Linked DNA regions of Mus musculus: all the other regions are linked to region 1. Evidence: chromatin contacts called from public Hi-C, HiChIP or PLAC-seq and promoter capture Hi-C data. All regions are on one chromosome and are shown on one strand. Each heading gives the region's core, a stretch centred on a gene start, on an enhancer-like site or on the middle of the called end of the contact. The rest is flanking DNA. Distances are from core to core; before and after follow the strand shown. Region 1 overlaps Mir99ahg (Mir99a and Mirlet7c-1 host gene (non-protein coding)). Region 2 has its middle 100 kb from the start of Gm31431. Region 3 has its middle 210 kb from the start of Mir125b-2. Region 4 has its middle 180 kb from the start of Mir125b-2. Region 5 has its middle 150 kb from the start of Mir125b-2.

Region 1 (2,883 bases), core at 238-2,737:
CACCACATTCAGATTAAAATTCGTTCCCTTAAATATTAGTTATTTCTTCATGATTTAACAATGAAAGCTAAAGTCAACACAAAGGATGCTGGCTTTCTTCCTCAGGGTTTCACAGTCTACCAGGAGTAAAAATACTTAGTTGTAGTATATATATATATATATATATATATATATATATATATATATATATATAGTAGCTCATCTCATAGCTTCTCTCTCTCAACACAAAGAAGGATTTACTGACTAATGTTCCCCACATGGCCAGAGGTGCCCATCTATTTTTTGTGCAGTTAATCTTAATTATCAAATCCAGTCCTCCTAATTTTGATAATTGTAATATTGGCCTTCCTCTGGCTTTCTTCTCATTGAATTTTTGCTCTATGCTACCAATGGACACGTTTTAGTCTTCGACGGTCATTGATGAGATTTCAAGCCTTGAAGTAGTTAAGTAATTGGAAATTTAAGGAAAGTGAATTGGGTTGCTTTGTGCTTTGGGTTGCATGTGCCTTTGCATGTAGAGTGCTTTACTTCATGGTTGCTTCTGAAGGAACTTTCTAAAAGTGGAGGAGACGACCGAGGAGACATTATTGAGTCTTGGTATAACCCCAGTTTTCCATCTTGGATGGTGGAAGGTGTTGAACAGGAACAGGCAGAAACCAGCCTCGCTCCTAAAGTTTCAGTAAAGCACGCTGCTATTGCTACACTTCACTGCTAATTTCAACATGTTAGAAAACTTTCAAAGCAAAACAGTTCGGAAGCCTCACTTTCAAATCCCAACTCTCTCCCTGGGTGTAAAATTAACACTCTTATTTTTCAGAGATTATAAAAAGAAAAACCACTTTCTGGTGACCGGATCAAAAGCCGAGAAGCAAACAATCTCTGTTAACCATGAGGTGCAGGGTTAAATTTTTCTTTCCACTGATAAATCCCACCCCGGAACAGATTTCAGCAAGGCAGCTCGCAAAGCTCACGGGTGAACCACACAGGCCATGTGGGTGCCGAACTCAGAGCCGGAAAGCAAACAGCTGCTGTAGCCTGATTTGAGTTAAAATAGTGTGAGTGTTTAGTCTGGCGCACGGCTTCGGGGGAGATTGGCAGCTGGGTCAAACAAAGTCCTTCCGTTGGCTCCCTTCCCGGGCTGCTCTGCTAGTATTTAGTGGGTCCTAGTGCTGTGTAGGGCCCTTTTCTCAGGCAAAATTCTAACATCTGACCGCACCCTCCTCTCTTTGCTATTTAAAAAAAGAAAGAAAGAAAGAAAGAAAGAAAGAAAGAAAGAAAGAAAGAAAGAAAGAAAGAAAGAAAGAAAGAAAGAAAGAAAGAAAGAAAGAAAGAGGGGAAAGAAAGGGAGGGATAAAGAGGAAAAAATAGCTGTGCTCCTGCTTCTTTCGTTCTAAGATAAATTCTCCCGGAGACAACCTCTCCCACTAATTGTGTGTTAGCCATGAATTTTATCTCAAGAGCTGACGCACTGCGCTCTCAACTGGTGTTGAAAAGCAGCCTGTTACAGTGTGGGATTCATAAAAGGGCCTCTATGGTGTGTGAGAAAGAATATCTGTGTGCCTAGGCAGGAAACTTTTTGATCTACAGAAAAGCCAGAAGACATCTAGGTAAGACTTCGGGATCAGACCTGCTTTGGTGGGTGGGGGTGGGGGTGGGGGGGTGTCCAAGTTTGTCAGTGAAATTGGCCCATACAAGAGATGCAAGTTTACAGGGTGTGTGTGCTTCCTTCTGTGGAAGTTGAAATGTACCGAAGATTGCTTACTTATTTTTGTTCGCTTATTGAAAACTTGAATCAGGAGTCTGTAGTCGGTCTTTCGACGTTTTCGTTTTCTGTGATTGAACTGATCGCAATAGATATTGTTTGATCCCCAGAGAAATCTTTGCAAAGTGACACAGAAAGAAAAACATTCCGGGCGAAGAAAATAGACAAGTTTTAAAGAGGAATTGTTTGAACCTTAGAGGGCAGGAGATGGTGCATTCGGCAAACGTGGGTCTGAGTACTGAAAAAAGAAAAGAAAAAGTTTAATGATGTTTTGGAAGGAATATTAAGTAAGTTGTCTTTGTCTCTTACTTTTTAATTTTAGTGGCTCATTTAGCCTGTTGGGTCACATTTTTTTGAGAGTACTGAAGGCTGCCATGAATCCCTAATGAGGCCCCTTTGCACATGATTTTGGCCAATTGCCAAAATCAACTTCCCAGCGGCAAGCTTTCTCTCAAAGAACCTGGAGCAATTTTTTATATATACATATATTAGAAATCATGTTTGAAAGCCGCCACAACCAGTTGTATAGGCATGTCAAAAGTGACTTTATACAGTAAATATGAAATAAACCTTCAGGTTTGTTTTTTTTTTCTTGCTTTCTCATATTGTCATTGTGGAATCTTTGCCTGTTGCTGCCTAAATTGTGATAGAATAAGAATAATCTGAAATAAGAAGATTTAAGGACATTTTTTTCCTCTTCAGCATACCAGAATAGGAGTCCTGTCTTAACTGAGCAATATACACTATGGAGAGATCCTTCAAAACCCGTCGGGACGAATAACAGATGAATTCATAAAACTGTTCATCTCTGTAAGTAACATCCTGTTAACAGAAGTTTTGTATATAGAATTAAGTTTAATATTGACTTAAGTGAGGTCTTTGTGTATATTAGAATACCTTAGTGTTTGGGGATTTTTTGTTTGTTTTGTTGTTATTGTTAATATTTATTACATAATTTTAAAAGATTATGTGGTACCTTGATGCCTTTAACAAATCTTTTCATAGAAATGTTTGGTTTGTAAACATGTCTGAATGATGAAATAACTGTATTTAAGTGCTTCCCCATAAGATAAAGGCTGAGTTTTCATAAAAGAAGGCAAGAAGGTCAAGGAGCAGATTTT
Region 2 (2,883 bases), core at 195-2,694, 490 kb after region 1:
GTATTTGTGTGTGTGTGTATGTGTGTGTGTGTGTGTATATATATATATATATTTATATTTATATATATACATATATATTTACCATATCCTCACATTCATTCTTCAATTTGTTTCTATAAATCTATGACATAAAACAAATGAAACATTATCACTATTTTTTTCAAAGCATTGTGTGATTTTTTCCAATGGCATTCAAACTGGGGATCTAGTTCCAATTGTTTCCACACGCAGTCTAGAGTTGTCTCTCTTCTGGGCCATGCCAAAATGGGGACCACCCTTGCAACATGTCACCATGAAGATCTTTCCAGTTCAAATATAAGTGCTTTAGATAAGAGTAAAACGAACAGACTGAGGCATCGGCTATCATGATGGGGCAAAATCTGAGAGTCCAGTGCTCAAAATCAAAGCTCTGAAGTCCAAGATCATATTCAATAGAAGTTTATCTCCAAAACTTAGATTGTCTTCTCACCTAAATGACGTAACAGTCCTAAATAATAATAATTTAGGCCTAGTCATGTTTCATTTGGTTAGTATAACAAAACTGCTGGACAGAAAGGCTTTCTTAAAAATCTGTACAACACCCCTCCAGTCATCTTAGTAACTTCCAGATGTTATGTTTTCATTCAGCACTATTTGAGACTTCCTACTGAAAACAAACAAACAAACAAAAAACAACAAAAAAAAAAAAAAACAAAAAAACAAAAGCAGTCCAGGTCCAGACTCTTAGGTACATTTACCACATTTATCCTACCTGTTATAGCCTGCAGTTGGGAACAGAAATAATAGCTAGAAAAAGAAATCATTTCAGCTTCGAAGAATCATAAAATTTCATGTTGAACTTAAAAACGTATCTCAAAAAGTCAGGATGAGCTCAGCAGAGCAAGCGTGGTGCTGGCTTCCTTTCCTTTCCTTCTTCTCTTTCATGATTTTTCTTTCTTTCTTTGAGAAGTGGTGGGGACGGGGGTTGTTTTGCACTGTATTGGGTCAGCTGACACGTTGAGTATTCACATCGGATATTTTTAAACCCCTTTCTTATTTCAGTTGCTTTTATGCAACTAATTTAGATGTGTCCTTAAATTAGGTTTTCTTTAACTCTTGAAAGGGTTTGGCTTTCATTCCTTACATGGAACAATAGTTCCTCTTGGGCAAGAGTGCCAGCTACATTTATTATCTGTCCCATTCCCGGTGGGCATTGCAGTCTCTTCTTAGAAAAGTTAGTCATGTGGATTTTTTTTTTCGATTGGGGAAAGGATAGCAAGCTTTAGTAACCATCTTTGATTTGTGCGAGGACTAGGCTGTTTTGGTTTTTTTTTTTTTCTTTTTCCATGCTTCCCATTTTCTTATTTTAGACTTCTGTAGATGCTTCAGTCTTTATCCATAACAGTCAAGAATGAGCCTATCTTTGGAATGCTCTAAGAGCTAGAGACACATTTAGCCTGTTAATGCTGCAGATTTGGCCCAATTCCATTTAGGCTAATTACACCCTGTTCTTCAAAAAATATCTCTTTGCACTTTCATTGGGTGATGAAAAAGATCGGTTTTTTTTCTTTCTTTTTTTCTTTTTCAACCTCCTTTTCTGAGCTAGAGCTCAATCGTCAAAAGCCCAGCATGGATCCATCTGAAGTTGCCTAAGGATAAATTCCCCAAGTGTGGGAGAAACCGAAAGAACACAGCCATTCCCAAAACCAGTACTCAGAGAAAAATATATGACGGTCTGGATGCAAAAGCCAGCCCTTCACTTTTAAAAGAGACGCTTCTTTGTCCAGGGAGAGGGACGGCATGCTTAAGGATCCACACTAAATGCCATCCCAGAGTGTGAGGAGTTCCCCGGAAACGCATTGTCTCTTTCTTGTTCAAAAATGAAAAACATCGAAAAGTAATCCAAAAAAAAAAAAAAAAATCGAGATCCTACAGTTCCTAACCTCCTTTTGGATACTACATGTATGTTGTATAGTCCCACCTGGTCCAGCATGCTAAAGACTTTAGTGAAATGCAAACATCTTACTGTAGTGTCTCCTTTTAGCTGCAATGTTTGTATCAAGTGCTTCTGGCGTTTGTGCCGATTGTATCAAAGTGAAGTTGGCCTCTGTTATCCTAGCCTCCTTTCAGAAGTTGCTATAATGCTTGTCTATGCAAGATTTTCTTGATGTTAACACATGGGAAATTTGCTTTGGGCTCTGCTGACTTGACGGTTAAACATTTTTTCTTATGATGAAGTTGCTTGTTTTAAAACCAAATGATGTCATGCAACTAAAACAAAACGGAATTATACTAATTATGATCCAGAGTGACAGGTTTATAAGGAATCATACTTTATGTCTGTCCTTGGAATGTGCAGTCATTATCTATCAAGTATTCACATGTATACTGGGATTTTTTTACACTGAGACTCCACACTTAACCACACACCAACAAAACGCAGCATCAGGGATGAATAGATTCATTCTGCTGGTCTGCGACTAGAAAGTTCCCATGATAAGGACTTTATTTTCTTTGAGAGTGAGATAAAAGAATCTATCTAACTTTATGATTCATGAACTTAGATCGGTTCACAGGGCCTTTGCTGTTGCTGCTAAACTTTCACGTTCTCTCTTGCAAGCTTTGTATAAGTGTAAAATTGCATTCACATCTTCAGAAAGAGCCTTGGAAGGGATGAAGCAGAAGAGAAGCAGATTTTTCCCCCAAATATCAGTAATAATAAAGTCTCCTAGAATATAGTTCTAGGTGACAAAGAAGAAGGGAGACATTGTGAAACACCCTGAACTTCAGTTCACAGTAAGCTTTTACATATAGAGAAGATGAGAAATTGAGGGAAAAAAAAATTACTAAGTTTCAAGAAGTCCCCGAAAGTGGTAACAGTGATCTTGCCCTTAGGAAAACAAG
Region 3 (2,883 bases), core at 166-2,665, 350 kb after region 1:
GAAATCTGCATCTTTGTTATTCTCATTATTTCTTTATGCAAGGTGTTTGCTAGAAGGGGAATCAGACTGTCTATTTACAAAATTATGCGACAATCTGCATAATTAGTTTGCATATGTGTTAGGTTAGTTATGAATGATTAGATTGTTGTTCGGAGTTAAAACGTCTGAATTTTAGAAGAGCCAATCACTACAAAATGAATGGGATTATTTTAGGCAGGAAAAAAAATCCAAATTTCAGAATTAGACTACTAGTGTCAATGGGATTTAGAGTGAGAAACATTATTTACCTCTACCCAGTAATGATACAAGCTAAATGGAAGAATCCGCATAAACATGACAGTGTAAGTCACCACTAAGTACAGTGTAACTTAAATTATTTCTGTTCAAGTGCATTTAAAGTGTCAATTAATTGCCTCCATTTCAAATGCACACCTTTCCCCCAATTATCAAATTAAAATTTGAACTGAATCAATGAGCACAATGATAGTTTAATTATATTAAACCCCACGAAATAAACAGTGAGGAAGTTTGTGCAGATGGCCACCCGTGTCTGACACCTCCAGGCGTAGCCAGTGACAAGTACCATTCTCTCGGTAAATAAAACTGCTTTATTTTACTGCCATTGACGAATCCTTGCTTTTAAAAAGATAGGAGAATGGGTTGCGATAGAAGGATTTAAGGGAATTACAGAAGGAGAAATCGCAGACACAGATGTACTTTTTTTTCTAAGGGCACCAGGTGTTTTAAATGCCACCAGAAGGGTGCTCCAGGCAATTCCATGCTGTCCAAGATAGCTTGGCATAGATTATCCGAAAGCTTTTGTGTCTTTTCAGCTTTTGATTAAAGGCCAGTGTCAGGACTCCTCGGGGCTTTTGCTTGGTACAGTAAAGCCAGAGGATTTTTTTTTATGTTGCTGCCAAAAAGATGCCAGTTAGGATAATTACATTTCAATTTAAATTGGTAATTTTATGAAAATTTAAACGAGAATATGTGTCACCCAAATCTCCTCACTTTTATTCCCCCAAAACATGCACACACACACACACACACACACACACTCCTCTTGTTTAGGGGGACACTGACAGCAGTACACCAGAACCTTCCCATGACCCAGAGTATATGTGCCAGGAATTAAACAGATGAGCAGAAATTGCACAGAGACTGTTTTCTTTGTCCAAATTCATTTTCTAGCCTAGATTTATCACTAGTGTACATTGGAACCATCCCAGGGCATCCTAGCATCTAGCATCTTTCTCCCTGCAGATGCCAGCAAAAGAAGCTTGAGACCAGAGCTGTAGTAATCAAGACACTGTTTTCCATTCCCAGCCAAGCTTTGTATTTGTTAACAGGATGTAGAAAAGGAATCAAACCCACATAGAGTCTCTCACCATCTTGGTGAAAGGAAAAGGACACAAGTGGCCAGATGAACCCCGAATTCTCTGTCTGCCACTTTCTTTTTCCAGGACACATACGCAAGCTTGGCAGCACCAGCAAAGTGGAAGTAATGTTCCTTTGTTTAGAATGCAGTGTGTACGAACATTTACATAATAAAATACACACACAAATAACAGATGGCGAAGAGACACTCATTTCGCCACATGTTGTAAGCACAATATCGTTCCTTGATGATCTCATTTCTCTTACTTCTCCCTCCAGATGTCTACCAGCTATTTAACCTCAGGGGTTATTCAGATGGTGGAAGGTTTTGAAGACAGCCACAAAGCTGGCTATAGAATGTTTCTTTTCCATCATGTACAAATGCCCTTTCTGGATGGAGTTATCAATCCACAAAAAAAAGAAAGAAAGAAAGAAGAGAAGAGAAGAGAAGAGAAGAGAAGAGAAAGAAAAGAAAAGAGAAAGAAAAAAGAAAAGAAAAGAAAAGAAAAGGGAAGAAAAGAGAAAAATGAAAAGAAAAAAGAAAAGCAAGAGCTTTCTTCTGTACAAAAATAAATAAATAAATACATTTTTCATGGGATTTGTTGAGTAGATATTGTCTACCATGAATCCTGGCAATATGATGACTTTGAAAGAGGTCGTTTTCTTCTAAGTTTTTTTTTTTTTAATCCAAGCAGAAAGTGGTTTATTAATACTTTGGGTTCTTTAAGGACACCTTCTTTCAGGAGTCCTTCTGAAATGAGTAGAAGTCTCCAAGATACTTTGTTCTCACATGTCAATCAGTTACTAGGGTTACATCTCAAATATAAGTTAAACGATATGTTATGTAATATAAGCTAGTAAATATGTTGTAGTGTTAGCTCTCCTTATAATCAGATAACAATTCTCTCAAAACACATGACCCATTCTTTGCAATGAGATCCATCATATTTCAACAAAGTACATTGATAACATGTATCATTAACTTTTTCTTTTTATAAATGCACTTTACTCAAAAGAACATATTAAATGTTACCATGTATAAGAGAAAGCCATACCATATGCACTTTGCACAGATATATACATGTTAAGCTACCAGACAATAACTGATAATTCAGAATAAGAATCTGCATTGGTTCATCTAGAGTTTATGACTTCCTCTAAAAGAATACATCCTTAACTGACATTTAATGTTGAAGTCTAGTATGAAGGTGTAATATTAAACAAAAATGCATCAAAATATGAATATCAAAAATCACTCTCCAGTATCAATGTCTTTAAAAACCAACAATGACATTATTCATGAAGGCTAAAATTTAAAAAAATAGTCTGACATGCGTATCCTGAAAATAATATTCAGAAATAAGACTGTTAAATAGGCTAAAATATATGTTGAAGTTTACTTGAAGGCATGAAAAGAGATAATTTAGCATATTCCTGAGAGCTGTTTAAGGAAAAGTGATGGCCAATTGCACACAGATACATGACAAGAGAGTCTTTAACAGATAA
Region 4 (2,883 bases), core at 155-2,654, 330 kb after region 1:
TAACTGGTCCACAGCCCATGCCCTAACAAAATAAATCTTAATGTGTCTTGAAGATTAATAATTACATGGCAAAAAACAAAACACAGAGGTCCAAATATGTAAAAGGAAATCTCAGAAAAGCACAGTATTTTGGTAAACAGACGAACTTGAGCTAATACATCCTCATTGGCACGATCACATAAATCAATTGACTAGACCCCTACAAAACTTGAGAGCATCGTGTCTTAGGAATAACAGGAAACGTTTACACTATGGAATAGAGCAAAACATAATTAAATCCCTTGTTAGTTCCAGCTTGTTTGAATGTGACATGCCCCTTGCAGTCTTATGTGATTGAACACTTAGAGCCTCAGCCAACGGTAGTGCCTTTGTATGTATTGAAAACTTTATAGCTACTATAAGATAGAATATCACTAACACAGGGTTGTATATGATAAACTAGTAAATAAATGATGATACTAAATACTTCGAATGGGTATTTTGGAAAGTAAATAAAACCTATCTCATAGTTTTTAGAACACTAGGGATTTATCAGTACATCATACTTGCTATTTCATAGATAAATTTGATAGATTTTCTGTATGCGTGTGTATGCCTGTGTGTATGTATAGACAGGTAGTTTTATGTCTACTTGTATGGATGTTAAAATGAAGGAAAGAAGTCAGTGCAGATGTCTTATTTAATCACTTTCCACCTTGGGTTTTTTTGAGACACAGTCTGTCACTGAAACTCGGCGCTTGTTGCTTTGGGCTGGCTGATTGGCCAAGTAAACAGCAGAGATTTCCTGTCTCTGTCTTTGAGTGTTAGAATGTCAACCCAAGTCTTCATGCTTACACAGCAAGCATTTTACAAGTTGAGACATGGCCCCTGTTATTCTGGGATGATTACCATTGCCAAATTGAGTTTGAACACAGAGAATTATTTTGTTGTTGTGGCTCAGACATTTTAATGTTTCTTTAGTGGTCATTTTGTTGTTGGTGATATTCTTGTCGTTGTCAGTGTTGGAACTGAATCTAGGGTCACATATATTCTAGAAAATACCAATGAGCTATATTCCCAGACTGGGCCATTCCTTTATAAGATATTTTATGGCTGCTTTTAGTTTTTATTGAATATGTTATCTAAAACAATTAAGTTATAGCAAGGAGGACTATGAGAAGGGTTCAAAGATTTTTGTTTGTTTGTTTTGGCTTTTTTTGTTTTTGTTTTTGTTTTTGTTTTGTTTTTTGGTGAACCAATGAGTTATATTACAGGACTATGAGTTAGGAGCTGCTCTAGGAGCAAAAATGGTGAAAAAGAGTTGAACTACAAAAGCCGACCACAGCCTGGATGAAAGATTATAAAAGTTAGGAACTGGAAGCCCACTGCACAGCCCAACTGTCCCCTTTCCAGAAGGCTCAGCTGGTCTTTGTTTCTCCTAGGCAGCTCAGCTGGCTGCTCTCCTAATCTCAGGCTTCTTGGCTGGTGCCTTGCTTTTTTTTTTTTTTTTTTTTTTTTTTAACAGGAGGCTGGCTTGTCTCAAAGTCTCCTCTGCAGCTTGTAAGGTCTAGGAGTGACTCTCAGCCGTTTTCACTTACACACTCTGGTCATTTCAGAGACTTCCCAAAACCCTTTGGAGTTAGTTCTGTCTTCATGTTTTTGTTTGGAGAGTTGTTTTGCTTGTTTTGTTTGTTCTGTTTGTTTGTTCCTTTTGGGGTTTTTTTTGTCTGTTTCTTTTGTTTTCATTTGAATTTTCCTTTTTAATGAATTAATTAATTTACATCCCAGTTTCTGCTCCCCTCCTGCTCCCCCCTCACAGAGTCCTTCCCCCTCTCCTCTGCCCCTCCTAGACCTGCCCCCTACTCTGGTGCAGGATAAGGTGCATCATCTCTCACTGAGGCCAAACAAGGCAGCCCTCGGCTACATATGTGCCAGGAGCCTAGGTCCTGCCCATATTATTTTCACCCTTTGGTCAGTGGCTCAATCTCTGAGAGTTCGCAGGGGTCCAGGTTAGTTGACACATTTGGTCTTCCTGTGGGGTTCCTACCCACTTCAGGACCTTCAATTCTTTTCCCCAATTCTTTCATAAGGGTTCCCAACTTCCATTCAGTGTTTGGCTGTATCTGCATCTGTTTCAGTAGACTGCTGGGTAGAGCCTCTCAAGACATTTAAGCAAGGCTCCTGTAGGGGAGCATGACAGAATATCATTAATAATGTCAGGGGTTGGTACTTGCCCATGGGATGGGTCTCAAGTTGGGCCTGTCACTGGTCAGCCATGCCTTCAGTTTTTGCTCCATTTTTGTTCCTGCAGTTGCTTAAAAGATGGCAACTTTGGGGTTGAAAGTTTTGTGGGTGAGTTAGTGTCCTTATCCCTCCACTTGAGGTCCTGCCTGGGTACAAGAGCCTCTTCAGGTTCCATGTCCCCATGTTAGGTATCTCAGCTAAGGTCAACCACATTGACTTCTAGCCTCCCTTATACCAGGTCTCTGGGACTTCCTAGAGCTTCCTCCCATGTCCCCACCCCTGCAGCTACACATTTCCATTCACTCTCCTGACCCCCTGGGCCTCTCTCCTGTCTCTCCCCATACCTCATCCTGCCCTTCTTTACCCTCCCCATCCCCTCTCCCATCCATGTTTCTCCCTCCCTCTGCCTCCAGGATTATTTTGTTCCCCCTTCTAAATGGACTTGGAGCATCCCCACTTCCTTCTCTTTAACTTCTTTAGGTCTGTGGAGTATAGTATGGGTATTGCATACATTATGACTAATATCCACTTGTCAGTAAGTGCATACTATGCATGTCATTTTCAGTCTAGTCTATCCTCATTCAGGATGATATTTTCTAGTTCCATCCATTTGCTGCAAAATTCATAATGTCCTCATTTTAAATAGCTGATAGCATTCCA
Region 5 (2,883 bases), core at 223-2,722, 300 kb after region 1:
TAGAGCCTCTCAGAGGACAGCCATGTCAGTATCCTGTTCATGCAATATGGCCTCAGTAACAGGATCAGGATTTGGTGTACGCACATGGGATGGATCCCAAGTTAGGCTGTTAACTGGGTTCCAGAGACTAAGTCAAAACCCAAGGAGCATACATAGGCTGGTTCCTTACCCTGGGGCCATGTTTAGCACAGGACTGCCTTGTATAGTCTCAGTGGGAGAGGATGCACTTAATCCTGTAGAAACTTGATGCCCCAGGGAAGAGGGATGCTGGTGGGGGTGATGTGGGGCTGGGTGGGCAGGTCGAAGAGCACCCTCAAGATGCAAGGGGGCAATGTGGTGAAGAACTCAGGAAGGAGGAAGGGGGAAAGGGGAAGAGGAACAACTTTTGGAATGTAAATAAATAAAGTAGTTTAATAAAAAAAAACAAAAAATTTTTACATCAATAATATTTATGTTAGAGAAGGATTTATGAAAGATTTCTAAGATCTTTAACTAATATTCTAGATATTGTTTAATTTTCCACTTCAATCAAATTATAGTTCATAGACTCCACAAGGAGATTTAACCCATTTGTTTGTCCTTTTTTAATAAACTGAAGTCAATAAAATGAAAGGACAAAAAAAAGGAAAAGTAGTTATACCCTCTGTTGACCATGCTTCAGCCTCCCTTTGTTGTTCTCTGTCTTACAGAGATGGTCATAGAGGCCTAAAGCAAAAAAAAGCTGCGACTTGTCACGCACAATTATTTTTCTTGATTGTAACAGTATGAACTAACAATATCAACTTTATTTTCATGCTATGCTATCTCGTTAATTTAAAATTATCCTCAGAATATTTTAATATCTCTTTATGACGGTGAAGGAAAAGTGATTGTACAGAATTGTGTGCGTATTCCAGAGGACCCTGTCTTCTTATTCTTAATTTCACTTTACAGAGTTTTATGAAGTCTCTATGTAAATTTTGACATTGGTTTCTAGGCAGATCGATGCCAAACAGTGGTCAAGAAATTTCCCCAATGTACTATAGATGATTTTTTTTTTTGCTGTTCCTTAAAATGTGTTTTACGTCATCTTAAATTCTATTTCCTTAGCCGGGTTTAGTTTTATTCTATATGGCCAACCTCAGCAAGAGGAAAAACCAGAATTAGATTTCAGACTTTTCCAACTGTCAGTTTTGTACTCAAACAAACCAGGCATTGCTGTCCCTCAGAAGGAAAGCTGCCTCTCACATATAAAGAATCATCTTCTTGGAAGATTCTGTATCTTCAAAGGTTGTTTTGAAATGTTGATGTACCATATAAGTAAAAAAAACTCTCCAGGCAGATTAAATGCATATATAAATCTATAATAGCCCACTGACTCCAGTTGGCAGAGTTATAGCTTTAGGATAAGAGGCAAAACACTTCCCAAAGAAGTTGGAGACTCCTTTTTGTCTTGCTGCCAAATCTTCCCTGCTGACTCTCACACGCTGACTAATGCTTGTGTTTTAAGGTTCCAGGCAATGGTCTTCACCCAGCCTCAGGGTGAGAAGTCTTGTCGCCACTACAGCCTCTCTGAATTCCAGACTGCACAGGTTTTGTGTTCTGCTCCAGTTCTAGGGTCTTTCATGTTGTTTGTATGCGACCATTAACAAAATGGAGGTCCTGCAGCCCGTAGTTCACATTCTAGAAGATTAAATGTAAAATGTATTTAATCATGTTTAAATGTTGCAACACACATACAGTATTCTTTAAAAATAAGAAGTATGAATCGCTCATTCGTTCAGTTATTTTAATCTTTCTCAAACGAGAGTCTTGTCACCATCTCTTTTTATTGTAAGGATCAGCAGACATAATGTAGACTTTGCCCCCTTGTTATATTAATGAAACAGTAGAACTCTGAAATTCCCTTCTATTCCTTCTTAATGACCTCCAATTTCCATCAAGTCTTTTTTCAAGCTTATTTTGTAGCAGCTTTCATTACCATTGCCATTCACTATTGCGAAATCTTCCATTACATAAATAAAGTACAATTTATTTATTTATTATACTGATTGGAAACAGATGGGCTGTTTCTTGTTTAAAAATATTAATTAAAATAAATAAAGTTACTCGGGAAGTAGACCTTTCTGTACATGATCTTTGTTGCCACGAACCTTAATTTCTACTGTGTATGTAAATAGGAGCAGACTGACCTTGTATACATTTAGCTTTCGATGATACTAATTCTTTTTCTAGTGCCAATTATTGAATTAATTTGATGATTGAATTCATTTGCCATTTAATTAAATTATATACTTTTTGAGCTATCTACTTGATTCATGCCTTTCCTAACACTTAGTATTCTCAGCTGTATAAAACTGAGGTTAGAGCCAGCAAGGTGCCTCAGCAGTTGCTGCTTACTCTTTTGTAGCCTGCGTTAGGCCCTCCTAGACTACTTAAGGGCAGGCAGATGGAGAGAAAGGAAGTGAAAAGCTTTCTGACTTCCACACATGCACTGTGTTATGTGTGCCCATACAAATCATCAGTGTGTACACACACGCACAAGCACACGCACATGCAAGCATGCAAAGATAAAATTGATGTTCCTCTTCTGGGGATAAAATGCCATGTGGAGTGGCTTAAGTTTATGCTGAATTGAGGAAAAATTAATCTGATTAAGTTTTCATAAGGCTACTGAATAATGTGGTATTTGTTTTTGTTTAAGTTATTCTTAATATTTTATCCCATTATTAGTTATTATTTTCTTGACTAGTTCTTTGGGTGTGTGTGTGTGTGTGTGTGTGTGTGTGTGTGTGTGTGTGTATGTTTTGCTGATAAGTATATAAAACATATATTGAGTGAATATTATGTATACACTAACAAAAAATATTACACTGCATATTCTGCCATACACAAAGTGTTATT

The links. Promoter capture Hi-C pulls out the DNA fragments that hold promoters and counts their contacts. Hi-C and Micro-C count contacts between places; a contact is called where the count stands out from the background. HiChIP or PLAC-seq counts read pairs in DNA pulled down with a chosen protein or histone mark.
Region 2: a contact with region 1 is called in an H3K4me3 HiChIP or PLAC-seq map of neural progenitor cells, with 5 times the contacts expected there. The contact joins two enhancer-like sites. A contact is called at or near these places in 2 of 39 promoter capture datasets (the 3T3-L1 cell line and hippocampal neurons), 1 of 484 Hi-C or Micro-C datasets (epidermal suprabasal cells) and 7 of 115 datasets of contacts at active chromatin or transcription factors (astrocytes, embryonic forebrain, forebrain and 3 more).
Region 3: a contact with region 1 is called in a promoter capture Hi-C map of hippocampal neurons, with 2.5 times the contacts expected there. The contact joins two enhancer-like sites. A contact is called at or near these places in 1 of 39 promoter capture datasets (hippocampal neurons) and 1 of 115 datasets of contacts at active chromatin or transcription factors (embryonic forebrain).
Region 4: a Hi-C map of uterus shows a contact between it and region 1, with 4 times the contacts expected there. The contact joins two enhancer-like sites. A contact is called at or near these places in 2 of 484 Hi-C or Micro-C datasets (both in uterus) and 1 of 115 datasets of contacts at active chromatin or transcription factors (embryonic forebrain).
Region 5: a promoter capture Hi-C map of 3T3-L1-derived adipocytes shows a contact between it and region 1, with 3 times the contacts expected there. The contact joins two enhancer-like sites. A contact is called at or near these places in 3 of 39 promoter capture datasets (the 3T3-L1 cell line, 3T3-L1-derived adipocytes and hippocampal neurons), 2 of 484 Hi-C or Micro-C datasets (cortical neurons and forebrain) and 1 of 115 datasets of contacts at active chromatin or transcription factors (embryonic basal ganglia).

The regions. Positions count from the first base shown.
Region 1 is chr16:77,499,039-77,501,921 of GRCm38.p6, forward strand. It overlaps Mir99ahg (Mir99a and Mirlet7c-1 host gene (non-protein coding)), which reads left to right. Exons shown (of 5, transcript NR_015543.3): 4 at 2,465-2,572. Among named protein-coding and RNA genes, the nearest start is that of 9430053O09Rik, 80 kb to the left of the region's middle. Within about 2 kb of position 1,488, at least 195 of the 459 cell types and tissues checked have an H3K27ac peak or open chromatin away from gene starts, as enhancers often do. A contact at or near this core is called in 3T3-L1-derived adipocytes, astrocytes, embryonic forebrain and 5 more, where this site is marked.
Region 2 is chr16:77,985,562-77,988,444 of GRCm38.p6, forward strand. No RefSeq gene overlaps it. Among named protein-coding and RNA genes, the nearest start is that of Gm31431, 100 kb to the right of the region's middle. Within about 2 kb of position 1,445, at least 32 of the 459 cell types and tissues checked have an H3K27ac peak or open chromatin away from gene starts, as enhancers often do. A contact at or near this core is called in astrocytes, epidermal suprabasal cells, forebrain and 1 more, where this site is marked.
Region 3 is chr16:77,851,071-77,853,953 of GRCm38.p6, forward strand. No RefSeq gene overlaps it. Among named protein-coding and RNA genes, the nearest start is that of Mir125b-2, 210 kb to the left of the region's middle. Within about 2 kb of position 1,416, at least 35 of the 459 cell types and tissues checked have an H3K27ac peak or open chromatin away from gene starts, as enhancers often do. A contact at or near this core is called in embryonic forebrain and hippocampal neurons, where this site is marked.
Region 4 is chr16:77,826,062-77,828,944 of GRCm38.p6, forward strand. No RefSeq gene overlaps it. Among named protein-coding and RNA genes, the nearest start is that of Mir125b-2, 180 kb to the left of the region's middle. Within about 2 kb of position 1,405, at least 32 of the 459 cell types and tissues checked have an H3K27ac peak or open chromatin away from gene starts, as enhancers often do. A contact at or near this core is called in uterus, where this site is marked.
Region 5 is chr16:77,795,674-77,798,556 of GRCm38.p6, forward strand. No RefSeq gene overlaps it. Among named protein-coding and RNA genes, the nearest start is that of Mir125b-2, 150 kb to the left of the region's middle. Within about 2 kb of position 1,473, at least 5 of the 459 cell types and tissues checked have an H3K27ac peak or open chromatin away from gene starts, as enhancers often do. A contact at or near this core is called in 3T3-L1-derived adipocytes, where this site is marked.